Regions from separate parts of the Mus musculus genome. Here all the other regions are linked to region 1. The links are chromatin contacts, called in public Hi-C and promoter capture Hi-C maps. All regions are on one chromosome and are shown on one strand. Each heading gives the region's core, a stretch centred on a gene start, on an enhancer-like site or on the middle of the called end of the contact. The rest is flanking DNA. Distances are from core to core; before and after follow the strand shown.

Region 1 (4,237 bases), core at 530-3,029:
GCTAGAGACAGCAAATGTGTATTCTATAATAATCTAAATTTTAAAACCATCTCAATGGTTCTTCCACAGAAAATATTCAGTGCATTTAGATTTTCTCACACAAGTGAGAGGCTTCTGCTGACCCTCTCACTGTTGTTCTGCTGTTATGGGACATTTAAGAAACCTCACTGTATAGTAACACCTAAGGTGTTATTCCATGCAAGTGGCCTATTGTGTTGAAGCTTAGCTAAAAAAACAGCCTACTCAATCATGACATTAAAGGGGAAACAGAATGAAGTCCAAGACAGAGATCAGTTGAAACCACACTGTTGCATACGCATCCATGATTTCTGTTATTCCTTGGGATTCTAAACACATTACCAACTGTGGTATTAACATTCTGCTACGTTGGTGGCTAATGATATTTTTAATTTTAATTACTATTTAGATGCTAAAAATGTATCTTAATTAAGAAATTGAACCAAAGAGATTTGTGTCGGTAAAGCTCCTTTTAAAAAATTCAGCATGTGCAATCTTCAGTGGATTTAAATTTAAAAAAAAATAGATGTTTTACTATTTAGTCATTTTCTGTCTTTTCTTCCCCTGTGCATTTCAATTCTTTAACGCCTAAGTTTCTAAGGACATTGAGAGTTCATAAGCTTACTTGATTATTGCAGGAGTCTATTCTGCAAAGTTATAAAGTAAGGAAGTAAAACAAGACCAAATTAAAACGCAATTGCACATCTTCCAGCAAGTAAACTGCAGACTTATTTAAATGAATTAGTCATATTCTTGTGAGATGAAAAAAATTAATCCATAAGGTAATTTTGATGAGAGATACTTACAGTATGAAGATGAAGAAATGTTAAACGGTAATCTGTTCGTTTCGTTACCAGAGGGTAGTTTCTAATATCCTCCAACCCCCAAATCCAAAATCATCTTAGAAGCATTAGTCCTGTTTGATTCTCTCTCTCTCTCTCTCTCTCTCTCTCTCTCTCTCTCTCTCTCTCTCTCTCTGCTACTACTGCTACACACACACACACACACACACACACACACACACACACCCTTCCAATACTCCAGAAGATAAAAATATGAGGAAATGTGGTTGGTTAAAAGTTCTGAATCTTTATGATCCACCTCAGTGATGCAGTTAGTCCTTACCCCTGTGGGATGCCCTGAGAGTTTTTTTTTTTTTTTCTTCCTGAAGCTTTTAATACTGTCCTCAGTATTAAAATAATCTCAACTTTCTCACCCCAGAGTTATGAATCAGGGAGATAGTGGGACTGGTGGACGAAAGAGGGATGAGGAGTTGTTATGGCACAAAGATACACAGCTTTCCTGCGTCTCTTCGCCTTGAGCGTTGAGTCCCGGTAGCTGAGTACACATCTGACAGATCGACTTATTCAAATATTTTACGTGGAGAACACCAGCCAGGAGCCAAATGAGCCACTTTCATCCTTGCGGGGCACTGGCTGCAGCAAGTGAGACAAAGCCCTCCAAGCGGCTGCATCCAGCAGGTGCCTGGAGCGCACGAACTCAGCCGGGCAGCGGTTCCCCTCTTCCTTTCCTGTCCGCGGCTAGTGCTCCTCGCGGGTCCGCAGTGCCTCCGGACCCACAGCGAACGCCCTGGGATTGAGCTCCAGGGAGGGTCCACCGCTGGCGAGTGCTTACCTGCGGCTAGGGTGAAGAGGGAGGGTAGGGACTGGGGTAGTCCTCTCAGAGCTGCGGCAGGAGGCGGTTCAGCGGGAAGTCCCGGGCTCCCAGCCTCGGCCACGCAGCCGCCAGCGAGAGCGCAAGTGACGGCGGCGGAGACCGAGACCGCGGAGCCGCAGCGGTGGCGCTGGAGACAGACACGCCTCCTGGCGGGGGTTCCTCTCCTCTTGCTTTAAAGGCGCCGCGCTTCTTTCCCCGCTGCTGTTACTAGCTCCAGGGCACCCAGGCCCACCCAAGAGCACGGTGCACTCTTTATTTCAAGAACTCCAGGGAGAGAATTCCGGGTACTGACCACCTAGTGCTTCCGGAACCCTCGGCCCTGATTTCGTCTCCTGCAAGCAAGCACATCCACATCCAGGCATAGGGGAACAGGGACAGAGATGCTCTGAATGACAGTGGGTAAGGCAAAAGGGACAAGGATTGATTTTGCCTGCTCTGAGAAGCTACACTGAGTATAAGGACTCATAGCTTCTGCTTCTGGGTGGCTGCTTTTTTGCTGCTCCTGAAACCATGGCAACGAGACTTCTATGTTGCCAGCATCTGGGGAGCAGCTGGTTGTCTCCAAAGTGACCCTTTTGGTTCAACTACTGCATTTCCCATTCAGGTTGGTGAGGATCATCTTGGTTTCTGCATCTTCTACTTCTATCCTGCTTCTCAAGCTAGATGGGTTTTGGTCTCTCCTGGTGTCCAGTAGCAAAAGAAATGGACTTTCAACATCAAGAAGCTGGCAGGAAATCTCAGCACAGGTCTAGCCCCTTTATATCTGATTTTGTTCTTCAAGCTAGGTCCCTGAACTCTGAGGGAATTTGAGGCCTGGCAAGCACAGAACCTGGAGTCCTAGCTGTCATGGTTGGGAAAATGAGCATATAGAAGTACTTAAATATGAGATATTGAAAGATGTTTTTAAGGAGAAGTGGGAGGAGGAGGGTGCCTAAGTCCTAGGGTCTTCCCAAGGGTTGCTTCCTGGAGTCAGGGGTGGGGACAGGAGGCAGAGAGCACACCAGACTCCTCAGGCTTCTCTGGAGGAGCGATTAGCTTCTGCAAACAATCCCGGATTTGCTCTCCTCTGGGTCAGAAAAGTCAACATGTATTCAATACCTTTGCTACTTTATCCTCAGCCCTGCAATATTAACTAGAGTGGAGACTTAGCAGTTCCCCCCAGAGTACATTGGTGAGCTACTATTCTCGAGGAGGTTTAAGAGAGGCCAAGCTTGAACAGGCTTGGCAGACCAGCCCAGGAGACAAATTTCAAAGGGATTGTAATAGGAAGCAGGCCAGGTGGAATTCCTAAGCTCAGTGGAGCCTAGAGGCAACTGCAGTCCCAGGAGCACTCCAGTCTAATTCTGAAGGGCTGGAAGCAGAGGCTCCTGTTCACCCTACAGCAGACCAACAGGCCGCAGAGAAGCGTTTGTTCTTTTGCTGTATTTTGTTTGTTTGTTTGTTTTGTTTTACCTGCAGCCATTGCTATCCCAGAAGAGTAAAAACTTTCCTGAACCTGTCTCGGTATGCCACACATTCTGGGCTAACATCTGACTCAGTCCTAGCCAAATCCTCACTATTTACTACGTTGTTCACCATCCTAGGCTCTCTACACCGTATCACACATACACCACACATTTACTGTGCTTAGCTGTCTCTGGGAGACATGGGCTTAAGTTAAGAAGAGATGAGTTAGTGGCATGGAGTGTCCGTTTGTGGTTTATAGATCTCAGGAATGGCTAGAAGGTTCCTGTAATTAAGGCAACAGCGGCCTTGTTGTACGAAGAGAATAAATAGTCAATGACTGTATTGTGCATCCTGGACGGGACAGCACAGACGCGTGACCAGCTCCAGGCGCCTGGGCTCCAGCTGCTGTGACCTGCAGCCTAATAGGCCCTCCAAGAACAGTGCAGTTCTGGCCAGGCTCAGGAAAAATTGCTCTATTCAGCCTTATTGCCTGATGAGAGTAATGAAGACAACTTGTCTACTAGCCAAGGACACTCTCCATGTCATCTTAATATCACACACCCCTTTTCAGCGAGAGAGACAAAACACCTGCCAGTAGATGCCATGGAAATCCCTAGGTGACGGCATCCAGCTGCTTTATGGTGATTCTGAGAGTGTGGCGCAGGGAAGGTCTTACTTATTGTGCTTTAAGATGCCAGGATCAACCTTCCCCTGCTGCTGGACTCTGGCCCATATTGTATCTGGGGAGAGAAAGCTTAAGGAAAATCTCTTTTAGTGTATGTTTGTCTTAAGGATCTAGTTATGGATTTCTTTTCCAAGACAAACTTCACACACTTATAAAGAACTATACAACTATAACAGGGCCTACCAAGGAAAGGGGGAAAGGGGGAAAGAGCTGAGAGAAGAGTGGTACAAACCCAAAGTATGCAATCAAAATGGAGACTGGCAAAAGGGCATTATAGTGTGTGTTTTTATTTAACCCTTCCAAGCCCTCTCAACTGCTACAGAGATATGTCTTATAATTTATTTAAAGATCTATAAGTTATACATCTAAAGATTTGGAGTCCTTCTGAGGAAACCATAAATATCTACACCC
Region 2 (4,237 bases), core at 655-3,154, 4.0 Mb before region 1:
TAGCTGGTGCCATACTGGAAGAGGAGGTTGGGCTCATGAAACCATGAGCCAAGGAAAGCCCGCTGGCCCTGGAAATGAAAATTGGCAGGGACAAGTTCTCTTCTGAACTTCCAGAGGGAACGAGCTTGACAAAAATACACATCTTGCCCCCTAAGATTTACTTTAGACTTCTCATCTCCAGGAATGTAAGAATAAATTTATGGTGCCTTCAGCCACTAGGTGACGAGTGGTGCTCCTTAGCTGCAGTGTGTGTGTGTGTGTTGGGGGATGGGGGGGGGGAGAGCGGGTGGGGGTGGGGGTTGGGTGGGGATATGCCAAACTTGCGACAAGAGAGAGGAGGGAATGCAGGTTTTTGAGCAGCGTGGGCTAGACAGAATCAATTCACTGGTGAATGTTTTAATGACTAGTTTCTCCAGGTAGCATCGAATTATGGTGTATGAGTCTCTGTGTGCATCCGGTATGCACCTGTGTAATCTTGTGTATGTGAGTGTTACAAGAAAAACAAGTATTAATAAGAAATGTATAGAGGGGTTTTCCCATTCTCTGTTTTGTCCGTACCTGGGGTTCCTCCCAGTTGGGGAATTGGCCATGACACATACTGAAGAAGCCATATTGGTTTGATGTGTAAGAATGAACCTGAAACTACCCAGGAAAAAAGGCAAGTGAGCACTCTAGCCAGTGATCTGGGAATATGGTAGAGCCAGAATGAGTGTAGATGCTGCTGTGCCAACTAGTAGGTGTTGGGGTGAGGAGGAAGTCAGGGAATTTGTAGAAAGATGTAATTTATATGTCAGCCACTCCCAAGCTGCTCTCCTTTATGTAAATCACCAATCCCCAGCAAGTGCTTGGCTTTTCTGCCAACTTTTTATTTATCTGTTTGTTTATTTGGTGTTGGGAGTTGACTCCAGAGCCTTGTGCATGCTGAGCACATGGTCTGCCACTTAGCCACACTTGTCATCTCTTGCCAGAGGCTTCTCAGCCAGGTGTTTGAACCTGAGCTCTGGGCTGACACCAGAGTTGCTTGCTTCAGGCGCTGTTGATCTTCTCTCAGGACGTGACTTTGCAGTGCTTTTGGAGCCGAGGTTTGATGGGCAAGACCTCCCTAGCCTTGGCTCTCTGCTTCTGGACCTTATTTACCGGCCTCTCTGACCTTGCAGAAGTCAAACATCTGTCGTTCCTAATTTCTTTCTCTGGTCAGTCTCCCTGGCCTTTCCCGTGCCTTGGATGTTCCGCTCTGGAGAGCATTCTGTACATATTGATGAGCAGTATGTGGGAATTTGAGGGCAAAGTCAATGGAGCCTGTGTATCTGCACATAAAAGCTTACATCCTGGTACCACTTACTTGCCAGCAACCCAAGCCCGGTTCTGATTAATAACAGCTATGATTGTAACCAGATTCGCAGCATGTGGCCCAGAGGAAACAAAGACTGTGAAGCCAATTTCCACACAGGCTTCGAGACTGTCAGCGTGAAGCACTGACTGGGGGCTTCTGTGCGGTTTCAATTAGAGTTCTCTCTTTTCTATGCCCTCTTTCCTCTCCCCAGAGATTAAATACCAGTTTCAGCTTTGCTCTCTCCGTGTTATTGGGCTCTTGGGTGCTGCCTGCGTTTATCCCACCGTGTGCAGTGAGAGTTGAGGGTCTTTATTGTTATTTCCCCCCCTCTGTTGAGGTTTGGATAATGATTAACAGTTGGTCAGACAGGTCGTTCAAGGGGCACAGTTTGCTTCAATTCTACTACAGACCCGCATGTGGCCTGGCTTCTCAGTCCAAGCAATGTCCCTCGCTGGAGAAACGGACTCTGCCTGAGGATTTCTGTCTTGAACTGATAAGGTTGTGGGAGGACACAATGGGATTTCTTCTTAGGCTCCCAGCATCCAACAGTGCAGCATCCATGCGGACTTCCGTTGTCCTGCCAGAATTCCAGGAAACTAGGCAGAATGGAAAGTTCCAGGGCCTCCATGTGCCCCTCCCACAAGTACCCTGTGGACTAACACTGTATGCCTCTGCTCCGGCATACACGAAGGTGTAATTAAGTCTCTGGTGATTACTATTGAGAATGAATAGCACCGGAAGTGCAAAATAAAGCCGTATTCCTTGGTCTGAGGGAGAAGCAAGGATCAGTGTCAGCATTTTTTCCTCCCACAATGGTGAAACAGGTATGTCAGAGTTACCTTTTTTTTCCCCTTCTATGTGAATTTTGCGTGAGCAGAAAGACTTTCCAATATAAAGTCATTTACTAAACTGAGAGGAAAATTCTTAGATAGATGTCTATGTTTTGCCTGGTGGCTGACATGCAAGGATTATTTTGACAGAAAGTAAATAGCAAGGCAGTATGAGAGACTTGAGAAGAAAAAAAAATGGTTCAGCTCATGTGTTATTTAGTGAACAGGCCCAATCAATTTAACTTCCACTGCCAGAGGAGGGAGTTATGTGGCTGTATTGGGCAAGGCTCACAAATTATAATCAAGAAGTAAATAATATTGAAACCTTACAAATTGAATTTTTATTAAGAAATTCATCTCTGGTTACCTCAGGGTTTATAAAATTTTTTAGTACTTGTGGAAGAAGGCAGTATATCTCAATGTACAATACCAGATTGATTGGGGTGAGTAATTTTAACTTTTTAGGGTCAGAAATATACCTCACCTTTTAAAACAGGCTTAATGGGAAGGAAGCTGACAAATGTGCTATAAAAGACAGTCTATGCCTTCTTACATTGCCTTTTATCCACATTACCACTCCTGCTGTGGGTCCCATGTACTTTACAAATTGGGATTAATGGCTTTTTTTTTTGCATGAGAGTTTCAAGGTCACAATTTCATAAATCGTGCAAATAAACAAATCCTCTCTATCATCGACTCTGTGTACTTAACATTTTTATATTTATTACTTTCTGCATTTATAAGATACTGGAACTGCTATTAATAATTTGTATTTCCTGTACAGGCATATAGCTTAGCTCGAAAATGTGAGTGGAAACTTTAACACCACATTTTTCAAGGATGACCAAGTGGAGATGTTTTCTGTTCATGCACGGCTCATTGCCATAGTTTCTTCAGTTAAAGCAGAAATAACAGCAACTGACCTTTGAGAGTATTATATGAAAGGCATTTTGCATGTAGATTGTTATTTCAGAAAGCTATATATATCAATATATTATTGATAGCATGTTATAGTGAGAAGAATTCTAGGCCAAGTTTCAGGTCTTGCTATGTTATTAATGGCAGTGTCAGATGGGTTTTGAGTGACAATGTACCCTTGCTCTCAAAGTCCATGTCTCTCCATGCCTATCACCATTTAAAATATTTATTTGCTTTTGTTTTGTTGGTGTATGTTTCGCCTGCATGAACATATGTGCACCTTGTGCATGCCCCTGGCATCTGAGGGGGCCAGAAGAGGGTGTCAGATCCCTTGGAACTGGAGTTACTGTGTGCTGCCACGTAGTTGTTAGGAACTCAATGGTCCTGCCCTCAGTGGTCTTCACTGCAGAGCCATCCCTATAGCCTCGACAACCGTTTTCTCAAGAGTGTTATCCTGCTTTAGTTTTGCCCCATGGTGTCTGACACACGGGGGATATGATGAGAGGAACTTAAGGAGGGTTATTTCAGCTCACAGTTCAAGGGTATAGGCTAGCATGTTGGGGAAGTCCCAGCAGCAGAGACTGAGGTAGCTCTTCACATTGCAGAAAAGCAGCAAAGCGGAAGGGGCAGACACATGCATGCTAGTGCTCAGTCACTTCTGCTTTCTCAGGTGTAAGACCCACAGTGGATCTTCCTGCAACACAACATAATCTAGACACCCGTCCCACCCATGCTCAAGGTCCCTTCTCCCAGGCGACGCCAGATTCTGTCAAGTTGACAATTAACTCCAACCTTCACTCTTTTTGATAGAAAGAAAACATCCACTTCCCATTTGATTGACCACAGCAGTTCATATAGATCTACTTCTTTTGCCTGGGCAGTTAAGTGCAGTATTCTCCCATTCCAGGAAGCAGGGTACACCATCAACAAACGGCATGGTCACAAAAGCTTTCAGAAAAAATGTAAAATAAATAAAACTGCTTTTCCTTTCCAGGCCTTTCTCCAAGAATAAGACTCTGAGACTAATTATTTATTAATAAATGTCTTTGCTACGAGCCTTGACTCATTCTCTGACTAGCTTGTAACTTATTTAACCCATCCAAACTATTTTATATCTTCCACACAGCCTGTAACCTCTCCTTCTGTCCTGACCTCT
Region 3 (4,237 bases), core at 1,115-3,614, 3.7 Mb before region 1:
CCGTCTGGGACAGTCACTGCCCCATGTTCAAAGCAACACAGAATTAAAGTTTAGGAAGCAAATATGCAAATAGAAGAAATGCATTTGTCAGCTTTTCTTCAAGGTTTCCTGAATTCTCTCCATGGAGGCACAGAAAACATGGGTGCAAAATAAACACAAGCATTCTGGAAGTTGGACTTGGTTGTCAAAGCAGGTGCCGTCATGGCAGCTTCTGAGGTGGGATCCCCAGGAAATTCTAAGATCTTAACCTGGGGCTGAGGCAGTTTGATTGTTAAATTGGTTGGGTTGAGAAGCAGATGATTAAAGCACACACCGGGTATGACCAGGAGAGAGTTACTGTGGAAGAAAATGCACCCTAAATGGTTATCACTCCATCGGTTTAAGTCTAGAGGAAATATAAGAGGATACAGGAGAAAGTCCTTTAGTTGTCATTATCTCTGTCTTCCTGTCTCTCAATATCTCTCTGTTCTTGTCTTTCTCTGTTGGTCTCAGTCTCTCTGTGTCTGTCTTTCTCTGTACTGACCATCATACTGTCAGGTGCTCTAATCTATTACATCCCTACTATAGTAGACTAAAATCTTTGAATCTGCCTAGATATTTTGTAACAGTGATGTAAAGTCTTGACATCGCAGGCAGTCTGTGATAAAACTTCTGAATAAAGACTTCAAGTGAAGGGCTGGAAAGACTTCTCAAGACTGGGGGTGCAGTCACCAGATCCTTGAAAGCATCTATATATTCTGTTCCATATGAAGCCCATCATCTGTGAAGGAAGCTCAGCTAACCTGAGTATTCTTTGAAACTCCAGGCCCCTAGAAAGTTCTATATATGGACTACTCTACTTCTAGACAACAGATAAATGACACGAAGGTATTTAGAACCTTGAATTTTTTTAAAGGCTGGATAAGGAGACAAATGAATAGTGGCTACTTGCAAAATTTCTACTGAGCACATATTTTTAAATTAAAAAGGAGGGAATATAGTTACTGCTTAAATAGACCTTCTAAAATTGGACATCAATAACATAGAAAAGAAATAATACTTTTATTTCTACTGCAAAAACTTCAAAATCCATGGGGCAATGCTCTGGTGTTACTTTCTGTTTTAGAGCTATCTGAATTTCTAGAAAGATCTTTCAATTTATCTTAGTTGCAACAACCCAGGTACAAGACTTGTCCTGTGGGGTATGCAGGTGAGTAAAAAAGGTCCTTGAAGCTCATGAGACAAAGAACAATAGGTTATATGTAACCAAAACTGACAAATGAGGTATGAGAAGTATATAAACATGACATTATAGACCTCTCATTTTAACTATGTGGGAGGCTGATCTGGGGTTACAGGTACCTGAGTCTAGCCTGGGCAACACAGCCAGATCATATTTTAAAACAAAAGCAAACAAAGCAAAAACACAACAAACAACACCCACATCCTAAACTGGACATAAGGGTAACCAGGAAAGTCGAAGGCTTATAGATAGGAAGCCACAGTTGAGGTAAACCTTGATAAATAAGAGTGTATCAGGTTACGTTGGGAAAGACAAATTCTGGGTACAAGGATATCCTGTGTGAGTTGGAGCACAAGAAAAGAAACATGAGAATGTGGGTTGTAAAGGAAACAAATAGAAGAGCAGGATGGGGAGCTAGGATTGTCTAAGGGGTATGGGTGGAGAGGGGTCATGTGAGTATGTACTTAGAATTGGCTGTAAACCATGGCTTGATAAGAGTAACTTAATGTGACTCCACTGGTCAGTGTTTTCCCATGTATTAAATGCATCTAGACTTGGGGGTTACAGTAGTTAGACATTCTCAAAGCTGGATCAGAGATGGTCACATTTTATCTATTGAGTTTCTCGTTTGTTTCTACCTGGATCCTGACTGATCAGCTTGGGTCCCATCTTTGTTACAGGTTCCCCACAACGCAACACTGAGATAAAGTTTGGAAGGGATTGGGGATTGTGATTGAACATTTGAATCCTCTTAGCCCTGAGATGTGGTGCAATCTACACAGATTTGTGTCACTCAGGGTAATTAGAAAGTGATTATTTTCAAAGTAAGATTGATTTGTCACTTTCATAGCTGAATACAGAAGCAGGGACAGCGTGGTGATGGTGAGATCCTGCAAGTTGTTCCTTGTGATAATACATAGCCCTTTGGTTTCAGAGAACATTGTATAATTATTTTCTGCATGACTAATTTTCTGGGCACTTTTCATTCTTGTTCATTTATTTTCGTTCCCTTGAAGTCCAACAGAAATAATTGTTCCTATTTTAGGTATCTTAGCAACTAGCACCCAGTTTAGTCAAATCTATTCTTTAAGGCTCCGTGAGACATTAAATGTCCTCGGGGTGAATAGTGGGGCTCGGCCACAGACCAAGGGCGGTGCTGCCAGCTTTTCTCATGCTGCACCACTATTGGCATGCTGATGGATGACATCTGCAGAGGGGGCCAAAGCTGGCTAGCTGAAGCTGCTTTTAGGCCCTGGCTGAAACACAAACTTTGAATCACACTCCAAAGTACAATTACCCACAACAATTTTATACATCATAACAGTAAAGAGAAAGCAGGAAATGGTTGTAGAAAGACAGAGTGATCTTTTGAGACAGTCCATGCCACTTTTAGGCAAAGTCTGATAGCACTATCTTGGGAAGCTCCCTGCTACAGCAAACTACCACCTTCATTTCACCTCACTGACTCTAGCTTGAGGAAAACACCTTTTATGGTGGCTATTCCCCAGAGAACCAAAATATGACTGTGGGTTTTTTTCTTGAGTACTGAGGAGTCCTGCTTTGAGAGAGACCCAATAAGCCTATTTTCCAAAGAACATTTTGAAATCTATTTGATTATAATCACAAAGGAAAAGATTGTGAGTCCCCTGTGTTGATTCTAAGGGAAACATTGACCAGACAGAAAACCTACCCCACAGCCAAACTGAGCTATAATGACCACACTTTTTATTTCTCCCAGGAAAGAGTAGTATAATTGGTCCCTCTAATACAGTAGCCAGTTTGTTCAATCTTTGTTCAGTAGAGGATATTTATTTGGTAGACATGCTGCATGGAATCAACTGGCCTCAGGATACAGACTGGGAATTGATTTGCTTCTAAATAAATCTCAGAAACTCAGTGATAAATTGAACATAGGCAGAATAAGCCATGTAATTAAAACTGCCTTTAGTACATTTGCATACAACAATTAACAATTTATAGGTAACCAGAACATGAGAACATATACTGCACTGATTTTCTCAAGGGCATTTGTGTGTGTGTATGTGTGTGAGAGGAGAGAGAGAGAGAGAGAGAGAGAGAGAGAGAGAGAGAGAGAGAGAGAGATTTGAATTCCATTTCTGTCACCGAATAGAAACAAGAGGTATCAACATGCTTCGGAATATGCAGTAGAAAGATCACTCGCTCCTCGCAGGCCCTGATACCAACATTCATCTTAGTACATAAAAGAGAAAACACACCAAGGATGGGAACAGCACAAACAGGGACTGCAGCAAGAGCTGCAGAGCCAACTAATTCTAACAGAGCGCAATCACTGAATTTGGCGGGAAAGCAATACCCAGCTTTAAGACAGCAACATTGGAGCTGTACTCTCTCCTTAGGAAATGTAAACAGCTCACTGATCGCTGGAAAATTTTAGGGTCTTTATCTTGCAAGAAGCCACTGTTGCAGCTGCAAATGTGATATCACCAAAATGGAATGCAGTAGAGGACATAAGCAGCCCAGGTTGGTACATTAGCATGCGTTGTTACTCAGCCAGTTTGGAAAAGGGTAATATCTTGGCTGAATGACAAGCAAAGGAATTCAAAAGGATGACACTGGCTGCTTTTTGTGTTTGTCATTATAGTATTTGCTTCTTTGTTGTTTTAAAATTAGCTGTGAAGCTGAGTGGCTTTTGAAAATCCTTCTTTGAGTATCATTTCAAACAATTCGCAAATCCTCACCATTCCATTTGAGATTTTTAAAGGCTGGATTCTGCACGTTGGTTAATCTGCTCAAAGCAAGGAAAAGCAACTTGTATTTTAACTAGCAAGTCCATTGTTACACATCTTTGTACATTAAGACAGAAAAAAAAAACCAACCCAACATAAATAGCCCTTGATAAAACTGTAAGAATTTGTATTTAAATTTAATTTTCTCTGCAAGTGCAGTTAGCATTTTTTTCTTACTGATCTCTGACATACTATTTTTGAGGGAGGAAAAAAATGTTTTTGCTGCCATGGCAACAGTATCCTTCTC

Evidence for each region. Promoter capture Hi-C pulls out the DNA fragments that hold promoters and counts their contacts. Hi-C and Micro-C count contacts between places; a contact is called where the count stands out from the background.
Region 2: a promoter capture Hi-C map of hippocampal neurons shows a contact between it and region 1, with 2.9 times the contacts expected there. The contact joins the promoter of D030045P18Rik here to the promoter of Grik2 in region 1. A contact is called at or near these places in 2 of 39 promoter capture datasets (cranial neural crest and hippocampal neurons).
Region 3: a contact with region 1 is called in a Hi-C map of cortical neurons, with 6 times the contacts expected there. The contact joins the enhancer-like site here to the promoter of Grik2 in region 1. A contact is called at or near these places in 5 of 39 promoter capture datasets (cranial neural crest, frontonasal cranial neural crest, hippocampal neurons and 2 more), 9 of 484 Hi-C or Micro-C datasets (cerebellar granule neurons, cerebral cortex, cortical neurons and 3 more) and 4 of 115 datasets of contacts at active chromatin or transcription factors (astrocytes, embryonic forebrain, forebrain and 1 more).

Annotation. Positions count from the first base shown.
Region 1 is chr10:49,786,975-49,791,211 of GRCm38.p6, forward strand. Grik2 (glutamate receptor, ionotropic, kainate 2 (beta 2)) reads right to left here and starts at 1,780. Exons shown (of 17, transcript NM_001111268.3): 1 at 1,654-1,780.
Region 2 is chr10:45,805,800-45,810,036 of GRCm38.p6, forward strand. D030045P18Rik (RIKEN cDNA D030045P18 gene) reads left to right here and starts at 1,905. Exons shown (of 3, transcript NR_040624.1): 1 at 1,905-2,157.
Region 3 is chr10:46,043,552-46,047,788 of GRCm38.p6, forward strand. No RefSeq gene overlaps it. Among named protein-coding and RNA genes, the nearest start is that of Gm35430, 180 kb to the right of the region's middle. Within about 2 kb of position 2,365, at least 21 of the 459 cell types and tissues checked have an H3K27ac peak or open chromatin away from gene starts, as enhancers often do. A contact at or near this core is called in cerebral cortex, cortical neurons and neural progenitor cells, where this site is marked.